2 separate regions of the Salmo salar genome follow, and region 2 is linked to region 1. Evidence: chromatin contacts called from public Hi-C data. All regions are on one chromosome and are shown on one strand. Each heading gives the region's core, a stretch centred on a gene start, on an enhancer-like site or on the middle of the called end of the contact. The rest is flanking DNA. Distances are from core to core; before and after follow the strand shown. Region 1 holds the start of LOC106596615 (ras-related protein Rab-12). Region 2 holds the start of ankrd12 (ankyrin repeat domain 12).

What was found. Hi-C and Micro-C count contacts between places; a contact is called where the count stands out from the background.
Region 2: a contact with region 1 is called in a Hi-C map of gill, with 7 times the contacts expected there. The contact joins the promoter of ankrd12 here to the promoter of LOC106596615 in region 1. A contact is called at or near these places in 2 of 3 Hi-C or Micro-C datasets (gill and muscle).

The regions. Positions count from the first base shown.
Region 1 is chrssa03:4,291,748-4,296,133 of Ssal_v3.1, reverse strand. LOC106596615 (ras-related protein Rab-12) reads right to left here and starts at 2,976. Exons shown (of 6, transcript XM_045714417.1): 1 at 2,559-2,976. The coding sequence starts at 2,778.
Region 2 is chrssa03:4,604,430-4,608,878 of Ssal_v3.1, reverse strand. ankrd12 (ankyrin repeat domain 12) reads right to left here and starts at 3,112. Exons shown (of 14, transcript XM_045714422.1): 1 at 2,940-3,112.

The DNA of each region.
Region 1 (4,386 bases), core at 1,727-4,226:
CATCTTGACCATGTTCTGTTATAATATCCACCCGGCACAGCCAGAAGAGGACTGGCCACCCCTCATAGCCTGGTTCCTCTCTAGGTTTTGGCCTTTCTAGGGAGTTTTTCCTAGCCACCGTGATTCTTTCACATGCATTGCTTGCTGTTTGGGGTTTTAGGCTGGGTTTCTGTACAGCACTTTGAGATATCAGCTGATGTACGAAGGGCTATATAAAAACATTTGATTTGATTTGAAAAAGATGGAGGCCAGACATGGCTGCTGCCTGAGCCAAGGAGGAGGAACACTTGTTGCTCTAACCACTTGGCTACCTGCCGCCCCTAAATGCAGACAAATGGTTCTTGTAGCCATCAATGAGCTTCAGGTACCCTTCTACTGGCAATTTGTCCCACTCTTCAGCAGCCAACTGCACTAATTCTTCAATGTTTATGGGGGTGCCCTTCCTGTTTGGGGTTGTTGTCCTATTGGAAGACGCACAACCTTCAACAAGAGACACCTAGCGGAACTACGTGGGACACTGGGTTGAAGGGAGTTGTAGTTTTCATGAAGCAAATATTCCACTTAGTTCAGCACAGAAACGTGGTAATTAACTACAATGACCATAATCCATGGCGTCAGTTTTTTCCTTCTCAAGTAGACGGATCAGAGATGAAGAGGAGAAGCGAGAGGTTTCTGTCCAAAATAAAACAATGCGTTTCTATGGGCTTATTTTGGACCTTAGTTTATCAGGGAATCTCCTCATTATATACAGATCTCTGGACAGATACACTTTTACGCCTTCTATGTTAGGTTAGAGACACACAGACCACATGAGGGGAATGTACACAACACAACGACGAGAGGGACAGAGACAGCTAGTGAAAGTATACCTTATCTACTTTGATGAACTAGTAAAAAATGATTTAGTCAGACAGACAGTATGGGAAGCACATAACTAGTTGGTCTGGCTGACTGACTGCTACTGCCTGAGCAGAGTTGAGATGACTTTAAGGAATTAAAAATAATGAAGTCATCAAATAAAAAAAACAAAGTAATATACACAACTAAATATTGTATTATTTCATAGTAATTCCCCCCCCCATTGATGTCTTTCCAATGTGGACCTGACAGAGACAATATAATATTTTCAATGTTTTGGCAATTGAATGTTCACTATTTTTGGTTTTAGGAATTCACTTTAACAAGTTCTAAAATCATTGTAACATCATTATTTCATAATGTACTTCATGTATATTTTCTAATTATCGATTAAATTATTATTATTATCGAACCGAAACCAATCAGACCTTAAAAAAAAACCCAGTGATCGCTCAGCAATAACAACAACAACCATCTCCAGCTCGAGAACAGCTCGTTCTCCTCGGTCAGTAGGACCAAAGATCTGCCAAACTAAACCCAGATACACCACAGCCTGTCTTCTCCAACGGGAACTACCGAGTCATAGTGGGCAGAGCCAATCACGACACAGCGAATTCCTATTGACCGCGTTCTAGAATTCATCTGCATATTTCCGGGAACGCCTCCTCTGTGAAGTGCGCATGCGTGATAACTCAATTCGCCTTTGCACTCCTAAACGTGATTTATTTATTTTACTTTTGCAATGGGTAAAGTCTACATAACTTAGTCCACTCTGTTCATAACAGTGTGTAGTTTTAGAGACAGAAAACTGTAATTGCGAGCAAATGTTTCATCGATCATAGAAATTTGCATAATTTCGGTAAAAAAAATGTCTCTCGATTCCAGCTTCTTCCACTGTCGGCCATATTTAGGTAGTGAGTGGAAATGTCAAGCGGATGCTTCATATTTCTACATCCGGTGACATATCTGTGTCGTTGTTTTATCTGTGGTAGTACTGCTACATCTGCTGGACAGGGCTCATATTACAGTAGTACTGGCTCTGTTGGACAGATTAGTGTCAACACATTCTCAAGGGTAATTCACCATATGGCAGTCTTTCCCTTTAGTTATTTATCAACTTCTACTTTTCAGATAACATTTTACTACAACTTTTGTCAACACAGTAGCGGGTGGGTATAATTTGTATTTACATTCCAACAGGAATCTGTTCCAAAACTTCGTAAAGTATAAAGTTGCCAACAAACAACGCATACAAAAATAGCATGATCAATACAACTAGTTAACGAATAGGCATCAACTCACCACGTAGTTTATTCTTAACGTTTGTCCATAGGCTACCAGGAGTAAGGACAGACATTTTTCCGGGAATAAACGTGATGAGTGGAAAAACTCCCATGAAATAACCCAACTCCCTGCCCCTGGCATGTTGTTCTGCCGCTATACAACTTTATATTCCTTGTTTGTTGAACAACCTTGTTTATTTACCACGTTTTTATAACAGATTCCTGTTGGAAGGTTCCACAAATTATACCCACCCCTACAGTAGTTAGATGTTAAACTATATTAAAAAAAGGTTGGCTACATTATTTACTGACAAGTCATGCAGCGAAAACATGACTACCTAACATTACTAACCTTGGAACAAAACAACATAACTGCTATCAGATAGTTTTGACTAACATAAGATAACCATTTCTTACCAACAGTTGATTTGCATGCTTCACAGAAGGTGTCGTCTGTAAATCTTTCCATTAGACTGGTTTTTCCCACGCCACGGGAACCGATAATGATAATTTGAAGTTTATAATCAGCGGGCCTCGGCGGCATCTTCCTGCGGCGAGACTGTGCTCCCAGAGCCGGGGAAGCATTCGCTGATCCTCCGCCACCGGCCATCCGCTTGATTTCATACCTCGAATCCATCAATAATTCCACATTTGAACCCTTAGCTATATACGCTTTAAAAATGGGGAGAAAATAACTATGTGGGTTTACTTTTGGTAACTTTTTCTATAGTCTTTAAATTAGTTTAGTTAAAGGAAAGTTGTTTTTTTAAACTTCCAAGTTGTTGTTTAGCTGCTTCCTGTCAAGCGGGTTCCTAGGAGCATTTTCAGTACGAACCTGGCCAGGCTTCTTCTTTGGGATTTGGTTGTGCGGATCGCATCCCAACTTTCAGGTGAATACATCGCCACCTACTGTACTGGTGTGTGAGGCCATTCACGTCCTATCAACATTATATTATTTTGATACAATAATACAACATTGGGGGGGGAATTGCCCTGCCAACTATTAGCCCTCTCTAAAAAAAACTCACCACCCATTCCACTATTTAACCCTATAAAAACCCACCACCCATTCCACTATTTAATAACCCACCACCCATTCCACTATTTAACCCTATAAACCCCACCACCCATTCCACTATTTAACCCTATAAAACCCACCACCCATTCCACTATTTAACCCTATAAACCCCACCACCCATTCCACTATTTAACCCTATAAAACCCACCACCCATTCCACTATTTAATAACCCACCACCCATTCCACTATTTAATAACCCTATAAACCCCACCACCCATTCCACTATTTAACCCTATAAAACCCACCACCCATTCCACTATTTAATAACCCACCACCCATTCCACTATTTAATAACCCACCACCCATTCCACTATTTAATAACCCTATAAAACCCACCACCCATTCCACTATTTAATAACCCACCACCCATTCCACTATTTAACCCTATAAAACCCACCACCCATTCCACTATTTAACCCTATAAAACCCACCACCCATTCCACTATTTAATAACCCACCACCCATTCCACTATTTAATAACCCACCACCCATTCCACTATTTAATAACCCTATAAAACCCACCACCCATTCCACTATTTAATAACCCTATCTAATCTGACTCCAGACCAACGGTTTGAAGATGTATCACTACCCAGCAGCGCTGTTCTGCAGTAAATCATCACAATCCCAAGTACTTCTCAGCCGCTGCCACCACAACCTCTATTTTCTGTGACTTTGATCCATTTCTGCAGTATAATTAACAACTATGGCTATAAATGATTTTTTTTTTAAATAAAAAAAATAAAAACACTTTACTGAAGCACTTATTCTTCCCATCACTGTCTCTTGGTCTCTCTGCCTACTCACAGGAATCCTCTCAGGATCCCTCACCCTGTATCCATCTTCCTCTACCACTCTCTTCACTGCTTCCGTCATAGAACACTTTCTGTACTACTGTAACCCTGGCGACCTCAATCTTCCTTCCTTTCTCTCACCGGACACCTCCGATCTCCAGCCCTATGATCACCCCCACAACTAACACACACACACAACTTTCTCCACCGATACCACAAATGCCTTTGTCTCATGCCCTTCTGCACACTTCTCACATCTAGACATTTCCCTCCAACACACGTCCATAAATTTGACACCTAAAACACTGTCATATTTTCGTGAACATAAAAACTCTCACGTGATAACTAACACTTCCTACCTTGACCTTATCA
Region 2 (4,449 bases), core at 1,863-4,362, 310 kb before region 1:
CGAGTCGTTCCTCTAATCAAACCGAATTGTTTCAAACAAAAAAAAACGTTATCATTCCTGTATCTTGATACGCATCGAATCGTCTTGAAAGGGAAAGATGCACATCCCTACTAGATATGTACATAACGGCAGGGTAAAGTGACTAGGCATCAGGATAGATAATCATAAGAGAACAGAGTAGCAACCGCATACGAGAGCGTGCGGGCGTGTTGTGTCGGTATGAGTGTGTATGTGAATTAGGGCCGGGACGATACCAGTATCGCACTATTTGTTTGTATCGTGACAGGGAAACAAAAACAATAAAGGGGATTTAACTTCTTAAGGAAAACAGCACTCATGTTGGAAACAAATGTCATTATGATGTCATCCAGAGTCACATGGATTCATTTCCCATGCACACAATATTTTACATACAGGAACAGAGTGCAATCTGCCTCGTGTTATCATTTTGGGGGGGGGGGGAATATTGCGATACTGGTATCATACCAGCCCTAAATGTGTGTGGATTTTGTGTGAGTGTCATGCATACAAAAATGTGATTATTGTGGATAGTGAGATTAGGAGCGGCAGGAAGCCTAGTGGTTAGAGCTTTTGGCCAGTAACCGAATGGTTGCTAGATCGAAATACCGAGCTGACAAGGTCAAAATCTGTCGTTCTGCCCCTGAACAAGGCAGTTAACCCACTGTTCCTAGGCTGTCATTGTAAATAAGAATGTGTGCTTAACTGACTTGCCTAGTTAAATAAAGATTACATTTAAAAAATAAAATAAGTTTGATTAAAACTTTGACATGCTTTGGAAGAAGACAGATTTCCCTAATAATCCTGTTTTCATGGACATATTTGAGATCAGGCTACCTGACAGCACCGATAAATGCAGAAAATCACCAATCAAAACAAACATTCTAGCAAATCAAAACATGTTATTTTTGGGAAGCATATTTGATTCTGAGTTTGGACATATAAAGTACATGTGAAAACTACTTTTAAAAGAAGCATATATTCAGCTGTTCCAAGTACAACTCACTTGCAAAGAGGGAAGCTTGCTTGGCTGGTGCATGGGCAAATCAAACGCACCGCTGGAATGGCCGATTAAGGTATTTACATGTCCTAATAATTTGAAAGATTGCTCAGAAAACCAGGTGTTTTTTAAATCGGCATATGCTTACTTCCGATTATGACTTTACGCCGATTTAAGATAAGCAGAGTACGGTGTTTACATGACTATTGCATAAACTGCCATAATAAGTTCAATATGTAAAATGTACTCGTGATAATGTACTTGTGATAGTGAGTTTTAAGTACTTGGTACTACAGTAACACAAATGAGGAACATAATGTGACTACAAAATACAATTTAAATGTAGTGATGACCACCAAGTTAGACAGACATTCAAACCAGAATTCTGTCATCGAGCTAAATAACAATTGAGGGTGGTATCAAAGGCCCATTTTTAAAGTATATAGGGAAATATATAGGACTAGTATTTTAGGGGGGGGTTGTTTTCAACATGTTAGGTGTTTAAGACAAACCCTAGGGTTAGTCACTATGCATTCTGTAATTAACTTCTTTATTACACACACATTACTATGCTTTGATTATTTAGGGTTGAAGGCGTATAGCTATATTTTGTAGTAGGAAAAAGGTGAAGCTATTTAGATAAACGGAGCCCTACTTGCAACTAAATTCCTAGATTCAGTGTCATCATCATTGCTCACTGAAGACAATAGCGGGATATCAATTTCAACCTGTATTGCACTGATATTAGGCTATAAAAAAATACTGCAACAGCATGCGAGGGTAAAAATGACATCACCCTTGATTTGATATTTCATCACACTTCATGGAGCCAGTTCATTCTGCAACCATTGTGGCTGTAACAATGTACAATGTATTTATTCTGTCATTGTCATGAACGAGAGATGTTAAGTAATATTCAGCTATACATCTGCACGGGTGGCTTGGTTTTGTATAGGATCTGAGGGAGTACATATGTTTTGATACGTCCTTTAGACAAAAGGTTTCCACGGTCACACCAGACAGACAGACAGCGGTTCAACCAACACACCCCCAAATGCTTGGCTTGGTACCTTGGGCTGTACTGTTGTCAGATTTACAAATAGCAAATAATTATCATTGTTATTATTATTATTATTATGTGCGTTTTACACATCCAATGTGGCAAATATTGGACGTTTTAAATGTATATGGACATAAATGACGCGAATACAGTTAGCTTGCTAGCTAGCTAGGGTTAACGTAGATAGTTTTCAGAGAATAGCATGCTTACGTTACGTTCAGCGCTGAAATCCTTGTAATGAGGGCTACAGTAGTTAGCTAACGTTAGCTATTCCTTCTGAGGTGGCGAACCAGCTACGTTGCACAATGTGGCGAGTTTGCTACATGGCGAACGTCTGGTCATTTTACTGTGCAACATGGTCTGTTGCGAAAAGGAGTTAGATATTATTTTGTATCGTTCAATGTGTAGTTACATGGAAAACAAAACCATCCCGTGTAGACAAAAGCCCGCTGAGGCGAATGCCCTATCACCGTTTCCCCCCCTCCCCTGTGCTAGCAAGCTTGCAACGAACAGGCTAGCTGAAGCTAACTAGTTAGCCAGTTGTCAACCAGCTTTTGCCCTCGACACATAGCCACGCACGCTACAATTCTTCATATTCTTGACGTAAAAGCAACTTTACCAACATAAGTAAAACACCTGTTACCAAATGCGTATATAAAAAGTACGTGACATACAACTCCAAAAACACGTTGTGGAATAGCTAATATTAAATTTCCCGAAAACAGCTACGTCAAAGTTGGTTAGCATGCTAGCTAGCTCTCCAACTAGCCAGAAGACTGAGTTTTTTATTTTATTTTTTTACCTATGATCATAGGCAATCAAATCTAAATAAATAAATATAAACAATAACTTTCTGCTTACCTTATCAATAGCGTTCAGGTTCTGCCTGTTCATTCGTTTTTCAGATCTACGTATCTGTAAAACAGTAAATTTCCCCACCAAAAAAATATAATATTGAACATTAACAGTAGCTATGCCTACGGCTGTATGACGTCCCGTTCCAGTTTTATCGTTGGGTTTGAAAACATCCTTCGTCTTCAAGAAGAAGAAGAAGAAGAACCTCCCCCCCACGTCGATCCCATTGGCCGAGAAAAGTCATGTGATCACATAAATCCTGTCTATCTTTAAATCTATATATATATATATATAAATAAAAAGAGAGTCTACTGTATGCTGGATAATAGGTATGTCAAGCTATTTACCACATTTTAAACATTTCCCGGAATAAAAATAATCTTCGTTAGGGTAGTATGTAGATTTAAAGTCGTGTTTTAATTGCGTGTATAGATACCGAAAAAGTGAGTATTTTGTAAGTCAACTTTTGGGCTGCATTTAGGAGAGAGAGAGAGAGAGAGAGAGAGAGAGAGGGTGGGTGGGTGGGTGACGCTGGGGACTTGACGTCATCTTTTTCCGCTTCACTCTGCGGATTGGGAATATTTTTCGAACATGTCGGATGAAGACATAACAGAGAGGTAATCTGACTAGGTGCATTCAATTGTCATTTATCTGAACGCATAGACACTGTATTCTAGTTCCGTCAATGTGTTGCATCATTCTCGTCGCTCTATCTACGTCGAATTGTTGTGGCGCAGTGATATTTGCATTATGTGGGTATTAAAGCGCATGCGCGATGGGAGAACATTATGAAAGATTGTCTATTATATTGACAAGAGATTCGAGTGCCCGCTCTAACAATGGAAATACATGTCCTCAAAGATGGAAGGCATGAGGGAGGGGGGACCATTCTAGCCAATGAGAGGGTAGATACGCGTGTGTACAGGCCATAGAGATAGATATAGGACTCATCTTTGTATCTGTGTCATTATAGCGGCTGTGACGCTGTTGCATTGAAAGCTATCTCCATTTTCTTCTTCATTGGCTGATAATTCTATACTCATATGTATCCCCATCCATTTGACACATTTAAAATTGTGGAAGGCCTCAATTGCAATGTCCATACTAAAAGCTTCTATCTCTATGACAACAGACAACTCTGATATAAAGTCGTTTTTCCCCAAACTTGCCAAAATGCCACATGCGTCTAGCCTGAAGACTCACGGTACACTGTGACGTCTTATGTCATCTTCACAGAGTCTTGCTGCGCTACTGAACAGACAAGTGAACTTTCTACTGGTGTCGCCCCAGCCTCCCGCCTGCTGTGTACCGAAGTCCTCCTAGCAGGCAAGGGCAAAGTACACTGGCTACCAGTGTCCTAGCTAGTAGACAGTGTACTTTAGCTGGCTAACCAGCTAGCACACAGTGTCCTTCGCTCCCGCTTGCCAAACACGTGGCCTCGCTGTCGTTACAGAACTGCGGGAAAACAGCCCAACAGGCGGGGGCAAAGGACACCTGTGTCCTAGCTATCTCTAGT